Linked DNA regions of Rattus norvegicus: region 2 is linked to region 1. A link is a contact called in public Hi-C data. All regions are on one chromosome and are shown on one strand. Each heading gives the region's core, a stretch centred on a gene start, on an enhancer-like site or on the middle of the called end of the contact. The rest is flanking DNA. Distances are from core to core; before and after follow the strand shown. Region 1 overlaps Ppp1r12b (protein phosphatase 1, regulatory subunit 12B). Region 2 holds the start of Ppp1r12b (protein phosphatase 1, regulatory subunit 12B).

The links. Hi-C and Micro-C count contacts between places; a contact is called where the count stands out from the background.
Region 2: a contact with region 1 is called in a Hi-C map of psoas muscle, with 4 times the contacts expected there. The contact joins the promoter of Ppp1r12b here to the enhancer-like site in region 1. A contact is called at or near these places in 2 of 12 Hi-C or Micro-C datasets (Schwann cells and psoas muscle).

The regions. Positions count from the first base shown.
Region 1 is chr13:48,901,454-48,907,515 of GRCr8, forward strand. Ppp1r12b (protein phosphatase 1, regulatory subunit 12B) reads right to left here. Exons shown (of 25, transcript NM_001107178.4): 2 at 211-341. Among named protein-coding and RNA genes, the nearest start is that of Ppp1r12b, 44 kb to the right of the region's middle. Within about 2 kb of position 4,233, at least 22 of the 93 cell types and tissues checked have an H3K27ac peak or open chromatin away from gene starts, as enhancers often do.
Region 2 is chr13:48,945,643-48,950,868 of GRCr8, forward strand. Ppp1r12b (protein phosphatase 1, regulatory subunit 12B) reads right to left here and starts at 3,280. Exons shown (of 25, transcript NM_001107178.4): 1 at 2,827-3,280. The coding sequence starts at 3,117.

The DNA of each region.
Region 1 (6,062 bases), core at 2,983-5,482:
CTGCCTCTGTATAGTCCAGAAATTATGAATTACATGAAAACAGAAGCAAACATTGGCGATAAGAGCTGTGCATTAGATAGGTGTCAGCTGGCTCTTGAGAGTCAATTTCCTACTGTAGTCATTTAGAGAACTTCATAACTCTTTGTGAAATTCAATTTCTGGGAAGCAGAGGAGGAATGTGCATCGAACCCACAACAGACGCTCACTCACTCTGCTATGTTGAGATAACCACAGGAAGCTGCTGCATGCAGGGGTGTCCAGCCCTCGTTGTCTTGCTGGTTTATATTGGCTCTGTTCTCCACCAGAAACTTCACCATGTCCAAATTCTCATCAATACAGGCCTGAAAAGAAAAGCCCATTGATTCATTCAACAAGTATTTACTGAGCCCTCTTATGAACAGACAGTGCTCTGGACAGCGGCAAGTAGATCTGACGCACTAGTCATTTTTCCTAGGAAGCGTCTGAACTATGACATCCAATTTAGAAGCACTATTAGATGTTATTCTCATTATTAATAGGATTAACTATGAAATGATTTCTATAGGATTGTAAATGGGTAAGCTATTGCAGCATTTTGTTATAAAAGGAAAATGTTAGAAATGTTTTCACATGCTTTTCTAAATGGCCTTAAATGATACAGGAAAGTGTATTTGTAGTTGCAGACATACTGTTCTCTGCCTTCATCACAGCAAGTAGGGAAAAACACAAGGTTGTTGTTGTTGTTTAATAAAGGGCTTTAAGTCTTTAAAAAGCTTTAAAAATAATCAAAATAAAATCTGGTTGATCCAGACATGGTGGGACACAACCAGAACTCCAGCATTTGAAAGACTACAGAAGAGCTCAAGGCTGAGCTTGGTTATATAGTGACACTCTATTTCAAAAATAAATTTAAAAAAAAATCAGGGCTAGTTCCATTTCCAGAACCTATGTAAAGCAGCTGGCATGGTGGCATGTACTTGTAATTTCAGAGCTCTGAGGCAGAGATAGACAGATTCACAGTGCTCATTGGCTGGCCAGCTTCCCCTACTACTAAGCTCCAGGCCAGTGAGACCCCGCCTCAAAACACGAGGATGGACATTACATCAGGTTGTCCTCAGGCTGCTCTAAGGTTGTCCTTAGGCTTCTACACACACACACACACACACACACACACACACACCACCACCACCACCACCACCACCACCACCACCACCACCACACCACAGAGAGAGAGAGAGAGAGAGAGAGAGAGAGAGAGAGAGAGAGAGAGAGAGAGGAGAGGCAGGAGGAAGGAAGAAGAGAAATAAAAAGGCTACTTTAACACAGAATAAAAAGGAAGCTGGCATGACAGTGCACACCTTTAATCCAGCACTGGGGAGAGAGAGGCAGACAAATGTCTTATGAGTTCCAGGCCAGCATGGTCTACATGGGAGAGCTTCAGACCAGCCAGGGATACACAGAGAGACCTTGTCTCAACAATAAAAACAAAAAAGAAAAGAAAAAAATAGTTGACAAAGATAATTACTCAGGCTCAGACATTCCCAAATAGGAAAATTCAGGACCTAGAAGGAAATAAGACTACCTCTTAAAAACTTGCCTATGGCCCAGCATAGCGGTTAAATGCCTGCATCCTAGCACTGGGGAAGCTGAAGCAGAACACAGTCACAAGTTTATAGCTCCCTGAGCTATGATGAGGAATTATAAGGTCAAAAACAAGAAAACTTGCCTGTGAATCCCCTCCTTCATGTTTCAAATAAATAGTTAAAACATTAGAATTAGAATTCATTAGCAAAATAAATTTTGTCTTTTCAATAATACTAGAAAATTGATTGTTTTCTCTTTGTGTTGACATTTGCACTAATGATGCCAAAGCCATGGTAGGTAATCTGCTGCTGGGTAAATACACCTTATTTAATCAAGGCAACTGCATCAAGAGACCACTTAACCTAAAACTGACTTTTATGAAGTGATAGAGATTGTTTAGGGGCTGGGGGAATGGCTGAGTGATTAAGATCACTGGCCGTTCTTCCGGAGGATCCAGGTTTGATTCCCAGTACCCACACGGCAGCTAATAATTATTTGTAACTCAAGTTCCAGGGGATCTAATGCCCTCTTCTGGCCTCCTCTGGCACTGCATGCACATGGTCACAGACAAACATACAGACAAAGCATCCCATACACAAAGCATTTAAGAAGATTACTAACAATTAAAACTAAGCCTTTGAAAGGATGTCTTTTTAATACTTCTGTGTGACAAAATGGAAAGCACACTTGAAGTCCTATTGAGGCTCCTGCAATCTGATGGTTGTTTCTAGGAAAAGTACTTGGGTAGGGTTGAAAGATGAATTAGCCACTTTTTCAAAATATATTATTTGTACAGAAAACAGTAACTAACAAAAAAGTATTTGTTATTCAAACATCAAAATAAACAAAGTCTCAAAGAAAATAAAGAATTTTTGTTGCTATAATAAAATTTGACCATGCAAATGAAAAACGAAATTTTGGGAAGCACAGCCACTGTCAAGAGCTCAACAGTTTCCAGATAATCTTCTGATACTTACAGTGGGATATCTACAGCAGTGGTTCCCAGCTTTGTCACGTTTTAATGCAGTACCTCATGTTATAGTGATCCCCAAACATAAAATTGTTTCATTACTACTTCATAACTGTAATTTTGCTACTGCAATGAATTGTAGTGGGAACATCTGAAATGCAGGATATCTGATATGTGACTCCCAAAGGGGCTAAAACCCACAGGTTGAGAACCACTGGTCTACAAGTGTGATCAGTTAGTAAGTATCTTATAATGAAATGTATCTACACTCAGAAGACCTACATAAATCAACGAGCCTGTGTTTTTTCAAATATTAAATACATAGTGTTAGAAAATCAGGCATCAGATTAATTCAAAAATTAAGTTAGATTAATGGGTTTTGCTGTTGTTTTGTTTTGTAGACATGGTCTCACTATGTAGCCCTGGCTGGCCTTGAACTCAGAGAGATCCATCTGCCTCTGATACCGAACTGCTAGGATTAATGCCATATGCCACCACATCCAGATGATTGAGGGTTTTAACGCAACAGAGTAAGACAGTGCATTGATACAATTTCAGTCTCCACTTCCAACTAGCATTTAACAAACTAACAATGTTGGGGATATAGTTCAGTTGGCAGAACTCTGCCCAGCATGTGCAAAGCTTCTCTCTGCAGCTTCTTCAGCATGGTGCACATCTGTAATCCTAGCACTTGAAAGGTAGAGGTAGGAGGTTCAGCATTATCTTTTGCTGCACAGCAAGTTCAAGGATAACTTTAGATACATGAGAACCAGAAAAAAAGGAAAAAGCAAATTACTTCTGCTGCTGGAACTTCTGATAACTATTTAAGAACAGTAACTGTAACTGACACTGAGCAGTCTATTAAAACACCCTTTCTGCTTCCAAGTATATATCTATGTGAGACTCCATTTTCTTTATATACTTCAGTTAAAATGCTATAGCCACTTGAGTGCAGACAGAGAGAGAGAGAGACAGAGAGAGAGAGAGAGAGAGAGAGAGAGAGAGAGAGAGAGAGAGAGAGAGAACACAATGGACACAGTTGGGGGAGGTCTGAAGCAAAACAACAATCTCTGAATTACTTCAGAGAGAGTACCCCAACTCTTCAAACCACACTCCATCCCTCTACAAAGTGCATGACACACACTGTTAAAAGATCAGCTTTTGCAGTCAGACAGAACAGGGTTCTGCTGATGCACATAGCCTTGAACTGGGGGACCTAACCAAAGTCTAGTGCACCCATCCAAGGCACTGTGAATCTACCCACCTCGGAGAGTTTGGGAATAGTTCCTGGCGTTGTTTTAAGCCAATACTTTAACAGCCACATGCACCAAATGTATTTAATCCTCACTCACCATGGCTCTCATGGCTCTTACTAGTACTTATGGAAAGAACGTAATTTGATTTAAAATGTCTCAGAACTAGCCAGACATGGGAATTTGTGTATCTAATTTCAGAAGATTCTCTAATTTTCAGAGTACTGTGGATTCTTAGATGCAGGAGTTAGATGACTGAACTAGGAGGAACCATGCTAGTGATGAGCCACAGGACTCTGCAGTGCCTCTGCTCCACCCACCTGCCTTGGTTCCAGGAGGGTATGGCCGGAGGGTGGAAGAGGGAGAGGATGCTCCCTGAGCTCTTCTCCAGTGAATAAGGACTAAATTTAGATGTCCTCTGCCCACTCCATCTGCAGCTGTGCTGCTGACTCATGACTGCAGATGGACCATGAGCGGATTCACCTGTCTGCAAACTCTGCCCATGCCTCTGCCCAGAGCTGTACTGAATTCTCCAGACAGGAGCTCATTCCTTTCCTTGGGAAGAAAGCTAAACAATCTTTGGGTGTTAACCATTATCGCTTCAAGTCAAATCGGTGGCTTAAGTGCATTTCCTCTTAGCTTGTATTCCTAAAGACACACAAAATACTACTTTAAAAAATTGTTTTAAGCTCTGAAATGGAGGTATGTACTTAATTCATAGCCCAAAAGAACTATATTCCAAAAGTTGCTTGATAAATAAAGGGTTTCACAATCACCATATAATAAAGAGGAGCTCTACTGGAAAGCACTCTCGTTTATCAATAATATGGGTACTGTGATCTTTCTACTGTACTTAACACTGCTCTCTAGATCGAAGGCTGAAGTGGCTTGGGTTGACTAAAGCCAGAGTTAATCTGGGAGCCTTACAAAACAAAGTCCTCTGGGTCCCAGAATAGCCTCCAACTGTCAGCACCACTGAGTGCTGGCTTGCAAGGCTGACCTTGCTGTTGTGTCCCAAGAGAACTCTAAGGCTACCTTTTTGCTTGCAGACAACCCTTCACAGAGTCCAGCTCTGGTGCTTATTGAACAAGCTAGGTTCAGTAGAGCCTAACTCCTACATTTGTTTTTATCCTGTGTTTGCCTCATTTTCAATAAATCCTGATGGAAAAGGTACTGTCACTTTTAGGGGTCTGGAGACACCAAAAGACAGTTGCCTCAGACTACACTTGGAACAGAGAGAAAAATTGAAAACCAGGTGCCTGATAAAGACATATCTAGAATGTATAGGGCACATTTAAAACTCAACAAAAGCAATCAAACTTTATGGGGAAAGATTTCAACAGACTTTACTCTGTGTTTAAAAATGGCCAAAAACACATGAGAAAGTACTTAGAATCACCAATCATTATGGAAATGCAAATCAATACTACAGTTGACAGGCTTTAATCCTAGCACTCAGAAAGCAGCCACAGCAGATCTCGAATTTCAGGGCAGCCTGGTCTAAATAGTGTGATCTGAAAGTGAGGCTGCACAGTCAAGAGTCTGTCTCAAAAATACTATAGATAAATTAACAGAAAATAAAGTTTTTTTCCTGGTGTGAAAAAATTAAACCTGTGTCCATTGCATTAGTGTACAATAGTATAGTCTCTACAGAAACAGCATGGTGGTTCCTTAAAACAAAACAAAACTAACAAACACCCTGCAATTACCATTTCTGTCATGTCCAAAAGTAGAGTTTGAATCATAAAAATCAAAAGACTTGAAAGCAGTGTCTCAAGGAGTACAGCCAATGCTCCTGGAAGCATTTGCTCGCCATCCTAAGCTGAAGAAATACAGATAAGACACACAATCCAAGAAGGAATATGGCCCTACCTATACCTTGGATTCAGACATCTGTTTTTCCACAACTAGGAAGAATAATTTTCTGTTGTTAGAAGCCAAGTTTGTGGCAGTATATTACAGAAGCCTTAGGAAACATCAAATTGACACAGATTAGGGAGTCCAAATCGAGAGAGTGCCTTACTCTCAACTTCTTGCTACATTCACGGACAATATCAGCAGTCACTGATTCCCTCTTTTGCAAATGAAAAGTTTCCCCCAAAGATTACACAGCTCTTCAAAATAATCCATTAAATACAATGTTTTCCTTCTTTAAATCAAGCTTAGCTCAAATCGTAAAGCCCTGACAGATCTAACCTAATGGTTCTCCCATAAACAGGGGGAGAGGCTGAGATGGGATATCATGTAGCCAGGCTTCAAATTCACTATGTATGGAG
Region 2 (5,226 bases), core at 2,030-4,529, 43 kb after region 1:
TTGAGCAGAATAATCTCTAACTGAATGTGTCTAGTACTGAGTACACATATTCAACCTGAATGACGTTAGCTATTGTCTACTTTTGAAGAAACCTCATAGCAAGGCAACTTATTAAATCTGGAGACATTTGTCTATTACATTTGTAGATTAAAAAAAAATTATTCCATAGCTAGCATCCCCTCCTCTCCTACTTCAATAGATTAAAGAAGGTAAAGAGTGCATCAGCGGAGAGACAGCGCCCTTCCCAATCAAAGCTGTTAGTGGAGGGAGGAGAGGCAGCAGAAGGCTATCAGTCAGCGAAGGGGGGAGGATCTGCCATGAGTGACTTCCCAGAGTGATAGTAAGTGTATGAAGGACTACACTCAGCCAGCAGAGTCACGTGGACAAGAATCGAGGGTCTGACACTTCAGTTCCTTCCATCTTCAGAACCCAGACTCCACCATGAACAAAGCAAACCGGCTCCCCTAAGTTGTCCTTTTCAATGCCACCCGAACATAATGGCACACACACACACACACACACACACACACACACACACACACACATATACACACACACACTAATCAAAATAAAAATAACAAAAGAAACACTGTTACTGAGTTATACTCTATTATACTAAAAAATACTACTACTACTAAATATTAAGGTGAAGAATGGTTGAAGACACCCAGCTGAGCTCTACCCTTCATGTGTATAGAGAAATCACCCCTCCAAGAGTTCAAACCTTTAGTTTGAATCCGATTTAAAGGTGACTGTAGTTCTTTTAGTTTTTACCACATTTTATACCCAGTTCCTTACTCGGTGGCTATGGGGCTTTGTGGTTGAGATCGGGTAACTCTCCTCCTTCCTGGATTCTCACAAACACAGGTTTTGAAGTTTCACCTTCCCCCTCTGTATATGGGAGTCACGTCATTACCAACTATACCCACTACAGAAGAATACCACCAAGGTTACATGAGAGAAGACACGTAAAACCATTCGTGAACAGCAAAGTACTACGTAAACACTGGTTGCTAGATGTAAAACTTTAGGTAGGATCCTGAATAAAACAGGCTGAGAGGGTAATTCTCTTCCATATGTTGAGAGCAATAAGAACAATCTTAAGCTATTAACTAAATATATTTAAGGAAGGGGCTTAACATAAACTTGAATTATTATTTAAAAATGGTTTTGTTTTGGGGGGTTTGGGATGTTTTACTGTTTGGTTGGTTGGTTTTTGCTTTGTTTTTATTTTTGGATTTTTTTTTTTTTGGTTTTTTGGTTTTTTTGTTTTGTTTTTGAGACAAGGTTTCTCTGTGCACCCCTGTCCATCCTGGAACTCACTCTGTAGACCAGGCTGGCCTCAATCTCAGAGATCCACCTGCCTCTGCCTCCTATGTTCTGAGATTAAAGGCATGGTCCATCACCACCTGGCAAAAAGTTGAATCTTATGTGAACACACTCACTTTTTACATACAGCAAAAGAAAAATAAGAAAGAGAACTGTGTTTGTAGCTCTGTTGGTAGAGTTCTTGCCTGGCAAACACAAAGTCCTAGGCTTGATCCTCAGTGCTTAAAGACTGGGCAGTCCCAGCACTGGGGACATAGAGACAGAAGAATCAACTACATGGAAAACTTTTTAAGTCAACCTGAACCTGAACTACATGAGGGTCTGTGTTGTTGGTTTTAAAAAAAGAGGAGGAGGAAGAGGAGGAGGAGAAAGAGGAAGAAAAGAAAGGAGGGGAGGAGGAGGAAGAGGAAGGAAGGAAGGCAGAAAAAAGAAAGAAGGAAGGAAGGAAGGAAGGAAGGAAGGAAGGAAAGAAAGAAAGAAAGAAAGAAAGAAAGAAAAAGAAAGGAAGGAAGAAGAAAGGAAGGCAGAAAAAAGAAAGAAGAAAGGAAGGAAGGAAAGAAAAAAGAAAAGAAGGAAGGAAGGAGGAAGGAAGGAGGAACGAGAGGAGAGGAGAGGAGAGGAGAGAAGAGGGGGGAGAGAGAGAGAGAGAGAGAGAGAGAGAGAGGGAGAGGGTATCCAGGTCTCAGCTCACCAAAATAACTGATAAAGTTCAAATGGGGAGAGAGGGTGGAGCTAAGACAGTCAGTATACAAAGAATATTGTTGCATAAGTGAGAGAAATCAAGGCGTTATTATTAAGCACGAAACTCTCAGATTACCTGTAACTCATATAGTCATTTCTTTTTGTGAAGATTACCATTTCTTCAGAGAGACTCAGAAATAAAATTCAAAGTCTATTCCATAAGTACCAGACAGAAATAATTCTGTCCCTGACTGAAGTAGCTAGCGCTGCTGCAGAGAAAATAAGACACCCATAACAATGAGGTCAAGGGTGTTCTAAGGGTGGCCTGGAGAAGGCATGGATCACACATCAGCAAAACAAGTGTCAAAAAAGCTGCCTGTCTTCATCCACTACTAGGGTTTCTCTTTAATTGACCTAAGACGTTTTGATAACTGGGCCACGCAAACAGAAAGTTGAATTTTCTGAAAGGGTTATCAGGCTAATGACACTAAGTGTATGAGTGGCATGATGTACAGGCACAAGACAGAAGTAAAGATGACTAGAAAGATAACACCAAGGACCAAATCATCAGTCACCATGACAACCCAGTAGGTGGAGGGAAATACAAACATTGACCAGTCACCCGGGTGACACCAGTCCTTCAAGTAAAGACCCTAACCCTGGTTATGAGTGGAAAAGGGTGGCCAAGAATGTGAGTTGACTGAAGTCTTTGCAAGAGGGCTCTGAGGTGACACTAATAATATTCTTGGTGAAGCAGCTCACAGGGTCACAGGCTTGCAGGCAAAAGACCCTAAACAACCAAACGAGATGTCCTACCTGGTGCAGGGCTGTCAAGCCGTCCACGTTGACTGTGTTGATGTCCGCACCTCTTGCCAGAAGCTTTTTCACCTCGTCCGTGTCCCCGCTGGAGCAGGCAGCCAGAAAGACCGCACCATCCTCGAAGCGGACCCTGGGGCTCCCGCGTCTGGTCTGCAGCTGGCGCCCCGCGCCCTGTCGCTCCGCGGGCTCCTGCTCTGTCAGCGAGCCCCGCCAGCGCCGCAGCTGCTCAGCCCGCCGGGCTCGCGCCGACTCTGCTCGCTTCCCTCCCAGGTGTTCCAGCTCCGCCATGGCTCGAGCTTCCGCAGCTGCTGCCAAAACTACCACCACCAGACTGTTGGTAGCCCTGTGTGGCCACCGTCGCCTCCCTCGGAGGGCTTCAGCCAGGGAATGAAGGCGGAGGCCCCCGCGCCGCCATCTTTACTCCTCCCGCTACTAGCACCGCCCACACGCTCCTTTAGCTTCAGCACGCAGGCGCTGCCCAAGCCCCGCTTCAGTACGGGACTTGTAGTAGGAGACCTGCCCTGAGGGCGCACTGGAGCCCTATGGGAACTACATATCCCTGGATGCATTAGAAACCAGTCAGGGACAAGCTGCACCCTCCTCCGAGGCTGGTCCTAGCACCTGTGCCTGGAAGAAGCTGCAACTGTCTCCCGGACCAGTGGCAACCTCTTTCCCTATGCATTTGGGGAGTTGTAGTTTTTTTATTGTTGAGATCACTAAGCTTAGCTCCCTAATTATCACTTAACACTTGAAGAGTGAAAAAGCAGCAGTAATTACCATGAAGCACCAGAAAGACGAGAATTCATGTCCCGGTTTTACATCTAGTTTTATTAACAAGTATTAGTTTATGAATGTGCGTGAAGAAACGTATACAAGTACATACAGTATTACATAAATTATTTTCAATATGACATTCATGCCAGGTCCGAAAAGTTTCCTGACTGATTGAAATTTTTCATTTCACAGATTTCACAAAAAAAAAAAAAAGTAAAAATGATTCGGTCATCATAAAGGGAAGTTTTATTATTTCCTAACAAATGAACACTTGCCCGTTGCTCCTTTTCTATTGGAATAAACTAGGAATCATATGTTAAAGAAATAAGCAACGCCAGGTAACTCACACCTATAATCCCAGCACCCAGATTACCAGGAATTTTAGAACAACCTGGACTAGACAGTGAGTTCAAGGTTAGCCTGGGCTACAGAGTGAAACTTCTCAAATCTACTCCCCGCTAAAAAACAAAACGCAAAAAAGAGAGAGGAGATAGAAAATGGGAGAGAAAAGGGAGGGAGGGAGGGAGGAAGGGAGGGAGGGAGGGAGGGAGGGAGGGAGGGAGGGAGCTGACTTGTTCTCTCACCCTTGGGAGCTTCAGATAGGAGTATAAGACTAGGAAATCAAGGTCATCCTTTGCTGCATAGGCAGTTCCAGGCCAGCCTGGACTACATGACACTTAGTTTCAATAAAACAAAAACTTTTAAAAAGTAATGAGATTTTCTTGGTAATTTGTCTACGTGGAACCTCTTCTTATTAATAATTAAAAGTACCCAACTGCCCAAATAGAACTCTGCCAAGACAATAAAAGAGATATTGATGTTGAAATAACTCAGGAACTGGGCATGGTGACACACACCTATTATCTTGGAGGATCAAGGATCTGAGACCAGCCTGAGCTGCAGAAGAAGACTGTCTCAAATACAAACGCACTGATAACTTAGGGAAGATGAGGTAACCATCGGCCTCTCTTTGCAGCCTTCCTGCCCTGTTTTAACAACATGGTCCTAGAAATAACTAACAGCTTTGTGTTTCAAGGCTGCTTTAGATTTGCCAATATACTGTCTTCTAGGAAGAACTTTTAAAGTAGGATAAAACTTTCAGGGTTCAATTATGTTCTGTTTTGTTTGGTTTTGTTTGGTTTGAGATGGAGTCTCGTTTACTCAGGCTGGTCATTTATTCTCTCTCTCTCTCTCTCTCTCTCTCTCCCCTCTCCCTCCTCTTTTCCTCCCTCACTCTCCCTCTCCTCCCTTCCTCTTTCTCCTTTCTTTCATTTTTTTATTTAAATTATTGTTTGTTGAGGAAGGTCCTCTACAGTTTAGGGTCTCTAGAACCCAGGCTAGCTTCCAACTCATGGTATTCCTCCACTTTGGCCTCCAAAGCCCCAGGAATAAGCATATATATATGGTCCAACAATAATTCAGTCTTGGGTCTGGGGATGGACCCAAATGATGGTTTGGCCTGCAAAAGGTCCCATCCTTCATAAACCAGTCAAAAACACTTGTCTGTAATTATAGCACTCTGAACATGGAGGCAAATGGATCAGAAGTTCAAAGCTATCTTTATGTGGGGGGCTTGAGGTCAACCTACAGCAAAAGAGACCCTGTCTCAAAAGAAAAATCAGT